3 separate regions of the Mus musculus genome follow, and regions 2 and 3 are each linked to region 1. The links are chromatin contacts, called in public Hi-C maps. All regions are on one chromosome and are shown on one strand. Each heading gives the region's core, a stretch centred on a gene start, on an enhancer-like site or on the middle of the called end of the contact. The rest is flanking DNA. Distances are from core to core; before and after follow the strand shown. Region 1 has its middle 52 kb from the start of Gm35240. Region 2 overlaps Gm35041 (a long non-coding RNA gene). Region 3 overlaps Gm35440 (a long non-coding RNA gene).

The links. Hi-C and Micro-C count contacts between places; a contact is called where the count stands out from the background.
Region 2: a Hi-C map of cerebellar granule neurons shows a contact between it and region 1, with 3 times the contacts expected there. The contact joins two enhancer-like sites. A contact is called at or near these places in 1 of 15 datasets of contacts at CTCF or cohesin (large pre-B cells), 4 of 484 Hi-C or Micro-C datasets (the HPC-7 cell line, bone marrow-derived macrophages, cerebellar granule neurons and 1 more) and 2 of 115 datasets of contacts at active chromatin or transcription factors (astrocytes and trophoblast stem cells).
Region 3: a contact with region 1 is called in a Hi-C map of liver, with 3 times the contacts expected there. The contact joins two enhancer-like sites. A contact is called at or near these places in 2 of 484 Hi-C or Micro-C datasets (liver and stem cell-derived neural stem cells) and 1 of 9 other capture datasets (embryonic stem cells).

Annotation. Positions count from the first base shown.
Region 1 is chr12:77,500,274-77,503,460 of GRCm38.p6, reverse strand. No RefSeq gene overlaps it. Among named protein-coding and RNA genes, the nearest start is that of Gm35240, 52 kb to the left of the region's middle. Within about 2 kb of position 1,495, at least 19 of the 459 cell types and tissues checked have an H3K27ac peak or open chromatin away from gene starts, as enhancers often do. A contact at or near this core is called in cerebellar granule neurons and liver, where this site is marked.
Region 2 is chr12:76,999,259-77,002,445 of GRCm38.p6, reverse strand. The region is part of intron 1 of Gm35041 (a long non-coding RNA gene); the gene reads right to left. Among named protein-coding and RNA genes, the nearest start is that of Gm35041, 28 kb to the right of the region's middle. Within about 2 kb of position 1,520, at least 33 of the 459 cell types and tissues checked have an H3K27ac peak or open chromatin away from gene starts, as enhancers often do. A contact at or near this core is called in cerebellar granule neurons, where this site is marked.
Region 3 is chr12:77,779,974-77,783,160 of GRCm38.p6, reverse strand. It overlaps Gm35440 (a long non-coding RNA gene), which reads right to left. Exons shown (of 4, transcript XR_381711.3): 2 at 398-514. Among named protein-coding and RNA genes, the nearest start is that of Gm35488, 31 kb to the left of the region's middle. Within about 2 kb of position 1,685, at least 49 of the 459 cell types and tissues checked have an H3K27ac peak or open chromatin away from gene starts, as enhancers often do. A contact at or near this core is called in liver, where this site is marked.

The DNA of each region.
Region 1 (3,187 bases), core at 246-2,745:
ACATGTTTTATGCATGTATCACATGGGAGTAGGGAGTATGCAGAGATGAGGGACTCCAAGAGGTGGCTTAGAACCAGGTACACATTTATCAAAGAACATGAAATCTATAGAGAAATGAATAGAAAATGGAAAGTGATTTTAGTTTCCAAGGGTGATAAGCCATGTGAGGTAAACAGGCAGGACACTAATGGAAGACAGCAGGCAGGGCTGGTGAGTACAGCCAGGTGTGCAGATTTCATGATCCCACCTCTGGGTTAGTAATGGCTCTGCCTCCAGTGGTAACTCTTGTCCTTCCCCACAGAGAGGAAAGCTGGGACACTTGTGTAAATTATGTCCGGTATTTTGGGCAAATTGGGGGCAGGCAAAAGCTTTTGCAGTTTGCTCTTCCTTAATTGCCTCAAGCACAGAATAATTCTTGTGTTAAGGAGACCTATTTGGGATGACATGTTTTGGTTTCCTTAAAAACCCGTGTGTCAGGCTTGACAATGGGCAATTATAAAGGCTTTGCTCATCAGGGTCTGTGGTAGAGGAAGGGGAGGAAGCACCACTCCCCACCCAAACCCTGAACACACACACACACACACACACACACACACACACACACACACACGCACACACGCATATCTTGGGAGCAAGCTCTGTTCCAACTACGTTTTTTCTCCTGGTGCTCACCCTTGTTTCCAAGGCCGGTGAAACCTCCAGAGCCTTCATCTAGGCCTGCACTTCAGGGAGACATCCCATCTCATGTCTATCTGTACTGACTGCCTTGGCCCAGAGAACTTGTGCTATGTGTGGGAAAATGGGGTCAGGCAATTCCTGCTTGTGCCACAGCAGCAACTGATCGAAAGCTCACCGTGTCCATTGTTGGTGTCCTGCTTTCACTGGTTACTACTGAGATCTGACAGCTCAGCCCTCTCCCAATTCTCTGAACTCCTAAAAGTTATCAGGAAGTTGTGGGAGGAGACACAGTATCCATGGCTACCCCAGATTCCAGCTGGACAAAACAGTCACAGTTCTAGGAAAAACTAATGCTATCACTAAAGAAGATGAACTCCAGAGACAGAAAGCCAAGTTCCTGGGTTAAAGTGATGGTCACCAGGTTGGCCAAGGTCAGACATGGGCCAGTGACACTGGTGTTATTGCAGTCCCCATGATTCCATCTCCACCTGTCAGCTGAAGCGGTCTGGGAATTAATTTCCCTGGATAGCTTTATATTGAAAGACTCAAAAAGGGCCAGCTGATATGTAAAAAGGCTTACATTTGGCCTTTGAGCGCAGCATTTCAGTGGCTGTCATCTGCACGAGTTCCCTAGAAAGATTTTCCAAAGGACTCGGACGTTAATCTCTGACCTTTGAGAGTTTGTTCCTAGTTTGAAAACAAGGCTCAGGCATGTGGCCAGTTTTAGATAAAGTTTTGAACAAGAAGTTGTTAGCCTACAGGACGAAGGTCAGTGCAAACAAGACAGACAGAAGAAGCCAAACAGGCACAGCTGCCCAGGGGAGGCCAGAGGTCAGGCAAAGCCTTGGGTACCAGAACCTGCACAGCACATGGCTCCTCTTTCCTTCTGGGAATGTGACTGCACAAGCCCAGGTCTCTTTGTCTGGGTCCACTGTCCTGCTCCTTCAAACCCTACCCTTTTCTGCTTGTTCTTCCTCCTTACGTCCCAACACAGCCACTGTGGCCCCCTGTGTGGTCTTTCAGGGCCAGCACAACTTCTGTATCCCTCTGTTCAGTGTTTGGAACCAAGCCATGCCATTGGTGGTGGCCCGTCTATGAGTGTGAGCCTGAGGGTCAGATGCTTCCTTTCAGCTGCTATCAGCTGTGACTGAGGGCTCTGTAGGAGGGAAGCAATGCCATCTGTGCTCACACAGACAGGGAGATCAAGGACATACTGAAATGGATGCCCAAAAGTTGGGGACATAAGGGGGAGTGTGTGTGTCACATAAGAATAGAGAAAGAGCTTTCTTTAATGTAATTTTACAGTGGAAATATTACTTTTTTAAAATGTCATCTTAGTTGTTTTGTTGTTGTTGTTGTTGTTGTTGCTGCTGCTGCTGATTGTGTGTGTAAGACTCAGACTGGCTTCAAGCTCACAATCCTCCTGCCTCAGCACCCTGAATGCGGAGACTGTATGCATACACCACCACACCCAGATCATCTGTTGGTTCTGATGACAGAGCCAGATCCCTAAAACAAGAAGGTAACAATCATCAAACTGTCTCTTGGCCACAGGGAAGGACCAGGGCTCATCCAAAGCCATGTTTTCTAGTGATCAACCAACAAAAGATCCCTGTGGTCCTTTCTGGAATAGTCATTTGATGGCTGTGGGCCTTTTCATAAGGAGAAATGAAGAAATGAGGAAAAATCCTTAGCATAGAAGGGGGTACTGTTACTTTAATATTAGCATTGCTTTCAGATCTTGAGATATATATATCTTGTCTCATATATATGTGTGTGTGTGTGTGTGTGTGTGTGTGTCATGAGAAAAAAATACCACAGAAGGAGACCCAAGTTCCTCTTGCAGCCTGCTCTGGTGGCAGGAAAGATGCCAACAAGCCCTGTGCTCATGACACTGGAAATGATGGCCGCTATCATTGGCCAGAAAACTCCAAGGGCAGCGCCAGCACCAGTGCCAGATGCCCAGAAACTGCTGCTAACAAAGCAGGGTTGCTCCCAGGTGACTGGGGTTTGACGGGAGAACTGAGGCCTGAAGGATAGAGTTGCCACATACCAGAATCAGGAGGGTTTATGGAAGTCAGTTATTACTACAGACCTCTGACCCTTCTCTCTGACTCACTCTTTCAGCCTGAAGCCACTGAATACCCTTACCTAAAAGGGATGAGACTCTGCCTGGGAGTGACTGAAATGCCTGACATCCATCAGGGCCCAACTGCCATTTGTGACAAGCACACTGGACTCCCTCACACGGAGTAAATTGGTTTGACCTTTAGGAGGAAAGGGAAATATGTCACCTTCCTAACTCGGGTGATGGGAAGATACCCTCTACAATGAGAGATGACCTCCCTGCGTAGACTCCCCAGGAGGTGCAGAAAGGCCCTGGGCAGGATTGGGACTGAAAAATTGAGGTCAGAGCAAAGGCACGTAGGGTAGAGTTTAATTCCCACAGGCTAGCCCGGATAGGACACCCTGGCAAGGCCTGCTTCTCAGGATCTGATTTCTCTCTGTC
Region 2 (3,187 bases), core at 271-2,770, 500 kb after region 1:
TAGAGGGGAGAATGTGTGTGTGTGTGTGTGTGTGTGTGTGTGTGTGTGTGTGTGTGTATGTATGTGTGTGTGTGTGTGTGTGTGTGTACTGTGTGTGTGTACTCTGTGTGTGTGTGTGTACTGTGTGTGTGTACTCTGTGTGTGTGTGTGTGTGTGTGTATACTGTGTGTGTGGTGTGTGGTGTGTGTACTGTATGTGTTGGGGGTGAGGGAAGCAGGTTGGGATTGTCTGAAGTTTGCCTAGTTGCTCCACAGGTTGCAGCAGATTCTAAGCATGCTAATTCTTCATCCAGAAACTTCCAACACTGCGTGGACAGGGACTGATTCCCTCAGAAAGAGCAAAACTCCTTAGCTCAGCTAAAGGGAGAAAATGGCCAATTGGACAAAATTCACTGGCTTTGATAAAGATCTCCACACAGAAGTAGAATGCTTTTATTGACCCTAGGAATGGTGCCGGTAGCCAGAAAATCTCCCTCCTTTCCCTTCCCAAGGCTTGCACAGTGATTGCTAGCCTGTAGCCGCATTATGTGTATGCCCTAACATAATGTATTTGGGTCTTCATGGTCTCTTTTATAAAGCTTAAAAGGGGGGGATATCAGTTTAGCTATTTCACATAACAGTACATAATTTCTGTGCTTGAAAAGCATTGTGAAGAGGGTGGGGATGCTGAGAGATGGCTCAGTGACGAAGCTCAGCCCCCGGATCCCATGGGGAAAAAAGTCAGGTGTATGGTGACAGGCGACCTATAATTCCAGAGCTGAGAATGTGGAGGCAGGAGGATTTCTGGGACCTACCAGCCAAGTTGAGTCTGCAAGCCCCAGAACAGCATAAGACCTTACCTCAAAAAGCAAGGTGAAGGGCTTGTGAGACACAACCAGCAAAGCTGACCTCTAACCTTGACACACATATAATATGATCTTTAGCTACACATACACATATACCTGTATGAACATGCACACACTAAAAAAAAAAAAAAAAAAAAAAAAAAAAAAAAAAAAAAAAAAAGCCTGTAACTGAGAAAGAGAGAAAGAAAGAAAGAAAGAAAGAAAGAAAGAAAGAGAGAGAGAGAGAGAAAGGGAGAGAGGGAGGGAGGGAGGGAGGGAGGGAGGGAGGGAGGGAGAGAGAGAGAGAGGGAAGGAAGGAAGGAAGGAAGGAAGGAAGGAAAAACAGCTAACAAGGCTTGTGTGGCGACTTCGTGGCAGAAGGCCCAGAATTTCCACTATCCCTTTACACCACCCCCTGCTGGCCCTGAGGTCATTTGAATTTGTGTAACCAGGCTTACACTGTCCGGAGCAGCAAATGGAGCTCATTTTGAGCATTCAGACTTAGATCATGAGGCACAGTTAGCCAGCCGCTGACTGACATTAACTGTGGGGGGGCTCTCAGAAAATTAAGTTACTAAGCAAATTAATGACATGGGTGGTAGATCAAGGAGTCCCCAAGTACCCCAGCATGGGGGACAGAATTGTCAGCACAGCTGGAAGCTGTGACAGTGACAGCTGGGAGACAGCTGGTGGCCAGAGGCAAGAACCCTCAGTTAGAAGAGGTGGGGCTTCAGCTCTGGCTTTCCCCTTACTAATGATATGGCCTGGGGCTTCGTTTTCACACTCAGCTCAGGTGCCTGGTGTAGTTGTATCTGTAATAAGCAACTGCTAATGTCTCCTGAGTGCTTGGTACATGCAGAGCCGTGTGTTATATGTGCTGTGTGTGTGTGTGTGTGTGTGTGTGTGTGTGTGTGTGTGTGAGATGTATGTACTATGTGTGTGTGTGTGTGTCTGTTGTGTGTCAGTTTCCCAAAAGCAATCTGAATCTTTTGTGTCCTGTCCAAAATCAGTGGCAGGACCAGGACTGACCCACAGACCCTCTACCTCCTGAGCACACACCAGCATCTCCTGCTGCCCAGCGACACTTACACCTGTGCAGGGGGTTGTCAGGTTTAAAAGGTGTGGGCATAAGGGCTTGTAAATTGCCAAGTGCTACAGATTTTTACTATGGTCACAAGTGCTGCAATGTTTTAAATTGATGCCTCACCTAAAAGTTACCAGTTCAGTTCGGCCTCTTTCTAATTCTTTCAAATTAGTTTTTGTTTGGTTGGCTTCCCCACCACCACCACCCCCTCCAGCACCCCCAGAGAGTGTATACAACTAGAAGCTGGAACTGACCCATCCTTGGTCCTATAGTGCCCTCTGCTGGCATCTAGGAGAATTCAGACATCCCCATACTACTGGCTCAGAGGGGTTGCTGCAGCTGCTACAGGGTACTAGGGACACCAGATGCAGGAGATTCCATCCTCATCAGCCTTGGTCTCTCTCGTTTATGTGTAAGATAAGGGAAGTGGAAAGAACCGAAGGCAAGGTGACCTAGATTTCATTTAAGATAGTGTAGACCAAAATCTCGTACTCAGCCCTTATAACATCAGAGATGAAGCTCAAAGTGGACACCGGCGTCATCCTTCTCAAAAACCATAGCGAACTCAAACCATGAGGCCAATGGTATTCTGTGTCATAGAACATTCTGGTAAATTCGAATTTACCAGGGCTCCAGCAGGGCTAGGTCCTAATTTGTTCTGTTTGCCAATGTCTGTGGTGTAAATCCTCATGGCCAATCACCAGCTACAAACATAATGACTCACAAGCCTTTGACGATTTTGCAGGTGACCTCTCGCAAGCTGCAGAAGCTAGCCCTAACATGCTCTAACTTGCCTCTTTTTTTTTTATCTGTGTATGTGTGTGGGAGGTGGGGGTGTGCATATGAGTGCAGCTGTTTCTGGGGGTTAGACGTACCAGATCTCCCTATGGCTGGAGGCACAGGCAGTTGTGAGCTATCTAGGATGCTAGGAACTGACCTCAGGTCCTCTACACGAGCAGTATGTGTCACAACCTCCGAACAACCGTTCCAGCCCCAACTATTGTTTAACTCTAGGAGAAATGAAATTTTTCACTCAACTGAATTCCGGAATGTTTACCACTGGGACACTTTCATGAGTAGACACAAGTGAGTCTCACTCCAGCAAAACTGACTCCAAATGGGAAATGAGGAATGCCAGTTGGAATATCCTCTATAGCATATAGTCTAGACCATCTCAGGAGGCTCTGTCCCACCCAAAGATCTTCTTCACTGTCCTGTCACTCCTTCTTCCCCATTGCTCCTCCTTCCTCCCTGTCACTCTTCCTTCCTCCCTGTCACTC
Region 3 (3,187 bases), core at 436-2,935, 280 kb before region 1:
GAATGGGAGATAATTAGTAATTGGAGATTATGTGTAGCTAGATGTTCAGGGTGATTGCTAGTGAATGAAGCCATCTCCATGACAACCATGGTGTGTTTTACTTCACACCCCCTCCCCCTCCCATGGATCACCTAAGGCCCTGTTTTACTTTTTAGCTGCAAGACCCTCTGACCATTCTGAGTGCATTAATAGGATAAACAAAAAAGTTTCTTCTTTTAAAAGTAGCTTTTAGTCATTTCAAGTAATCTATGAAGGCATCCTCTTTAAAAAATCAACATTACAGAGAAGACAGACATCTGTCATTTCTATTCTCATTTTTATTCCAGAGGTAGCTCTCCCTATCAGTTAAATGAGCCTCATGCATTTTGCAATGCATTAAACATGTATGTTACCTTACCTGTAGAGAAACACACTGTGTTGTATGGTTAGGCTTTTTACATATGTCATGATAGCATGTGTCACTCCGTGGCTTCATCGTCTTTGCTCAGTCAGTAGTAGTTTCTGAGTTCTTTACCTGTCAGTACACATAATACATTATTTTAAAGTCTACCTTAAGTGTCTGGGAGCGGGCTGGTGAGATGGCTCAGTGGGTAAGAGCACCCGACTGCTCTTACCGAAGAGTCCAGAGTTCAAATCCCAGCAACCACATGGTGGCTCACAGCCATCTGTAACGAGATCTGACTCCCTCTTCTGGAGTGTCTGAAGGCAGCTACAGTGTACTTACATATAATCAATAAATAAATCTTAAAAAAAAAAAGTGTCTGGGAGCATAGCTCAGTGGCACGGTGGTGGTGTGGCTTGCATAGAGCCCCTGGTGGTGTGGCTTGCATAGAGCCCCTGGTTTCACGCCCTGCACTGCACTAAGCAAACAAAGACGTTGCTCTGTATCTGTGTTTTTGGATGAGCCGATGTACTTAGCCAGCTCCGTTTAGGCGGCCATGTAAGTCACTTCACATTTTAGTAGCTGCTGTCAAGTCACTCTACAAAGCTTGTATCCCTGACAGCAGAATATGGAAATAAGCTGGCTTAGCTTTTGTAGATGTTTTCTAGGGTTTGGGAGTCCATTTTCCTGCTTGACCATGAAACTGAGTACGTTTGCTGTGTATTTATGGGCTATTTGTACTTCTTTGTCTGTGAACTGGCATTTTGTATCTTTGCAATATTTTCCTATTAGATTTTTTCATTTCTTTTTATTAAAGAGATTCTTTATATATTCTAGATACTGATCCTATATTGAAAGCATTTTGCCCCTTTGTCTCTTAAGTTTTTATGTTTTTTTTTTCAGCCATAAAGATGTTCTTGGTGTTAACATAGTCCAATTTATTAGTCTTATATACCCTAGGGATTTTTGCACATTGTTTAGAAATCTCTATTATGACAAATCGGGGGGGGGTGTCTTCCTCAATTCTATGGTTTCTTTGTGCATCTTGGTTATTAAGGACTGAGGTGTTCTAGGCAAAAAAAAAAAAAAAAGGTCGCACACACATTTCAGGTGTCTCAACAACCCAGCTGTGACTGCCACCTTGACAGGTCAGAACTGGCCCGGCCCTCCAGGCACGCGCGATCCCAGAAGTGTCCAGCAGAGGGCGCTGTCTGAGCAGGTCTGCCAGTCTCCACTAGGGCCCCGGAAGGATTCTGTCTCACCAAAGAGAACATTTTAACTGCTCAGAAATTAGTAAATTCCAGTGAGAGAGGCTGTAGCTGAGCCAGGAAAAAGACCAGGAGCAAAGTCTGTTTCTCTGTGTACTCCACAGTGGGAAGTGAATCGGGCCAAGGGGAAAGTGTCCTGGCGGCCTCTGTGTTTTCATGGCAGCCGAGAGCGCGCAGATCAAAGCGCTCCAGCATCACAGAAGGTTTTCTCCAAGGGAAGCTTCCATGTCTGTTTAAGTCTGGTCCACACTCCTGAGATGAAAGCTCCAGTTTTACAGAGGAAATGCTATTTACTGGACAAACAACAGGCGGGATGGAGACATGTAATCCCCAAATTTAGTCTGATTTCATCAATAATTCAAAATCCTGGCTCCTTTTGCATGAGGGGTGGGGCAAAAAGAGGCCAGTGGCCAGAGGCACAGCTGACTTCAGAAGGGAAGTCCAGGAATTACCAAACAATTCGCTTCAGTACAGCTCCCTTCCAGCCTCGCCAGCGCCGCCGTGTACTGAGCTAACAGGGCTGGTTTCGTTGGCTTGTTTAGTATTGTTGATGTGGGTTCAACTGCATCATGGAACCAGAGGAGCATTGACAATGAAGCCCATAGATCAGCATAAATATATTGATCCAAATGAATGTACGATTCTGAACAAGCCTCTGTGTTCACGGGTGGGTTTTTCCTGCTTGCCACTCAGAAACTTTGAGCCTTCCTCTGCACCTAGCTGTGTGGCTGGCTCAGGAAGGCTTGGTGAGAGAGTGTGGCTCCTTTGTCTTTCAGAATCAGGGAAGCACTGGGCCACCTGAATACACAGCCCTTTTCCCCACAGATGCCTGGGAGTGTTAGAGATTTTCAGATGGGCGAGGGTTTCCATAACCCCTTTTGCCTTCCATTAACACTGCTTAGAAACAGCCCCTGCATTAATTATCTTCAGCCATTTCTTTTGAGCATACTCTTTGATCTCTGCCCCAACCTTGACTAACACAGAAACCTAGATCCATCTTAATTCCTCGTGCTTAAAACAGGTCAAATGTAGTCAATGTTTACTGTAGGTTTGGACTTCATCGTCGACACAAATAATTTGTTAAGTCCAATAGTGGCTGCTGTCTCCATGCCTTTTCCAGACACAGATCAAGACAATGTAAATATGCCTTTAAAAACCCTGCTGGGGAGGGACAGGGTATATAGCTGGGCTGGGAGAGCTTGTGTCCAGTATGTTTGATCCCTGGCATTGCTCTCGTCCCCCATCCCCACGTCCCCAATGCCATCTAGATACATCTTCTGCCATTCTCTACCATTGGTTTATCAGAGCCCCTTCCCCCAGGCTCACAGAAATGTCTCATTTGCTGTAAATAGTCTCCAATTCAGTCATAAACTTTGAAAGCAAGAACCTGGAAGCTGAAAGGATCAGAGGACCCAATTTGGAGGCCCATGATGGTCTGACTGATTCATTAAGGGAAGGCTGTAGGTAGTTGCCAGAGACGTAAATTGCATTTATATGCTGCCCTCCCCTTCAGGGAGGGGATTGCTGTCTTGTAAGC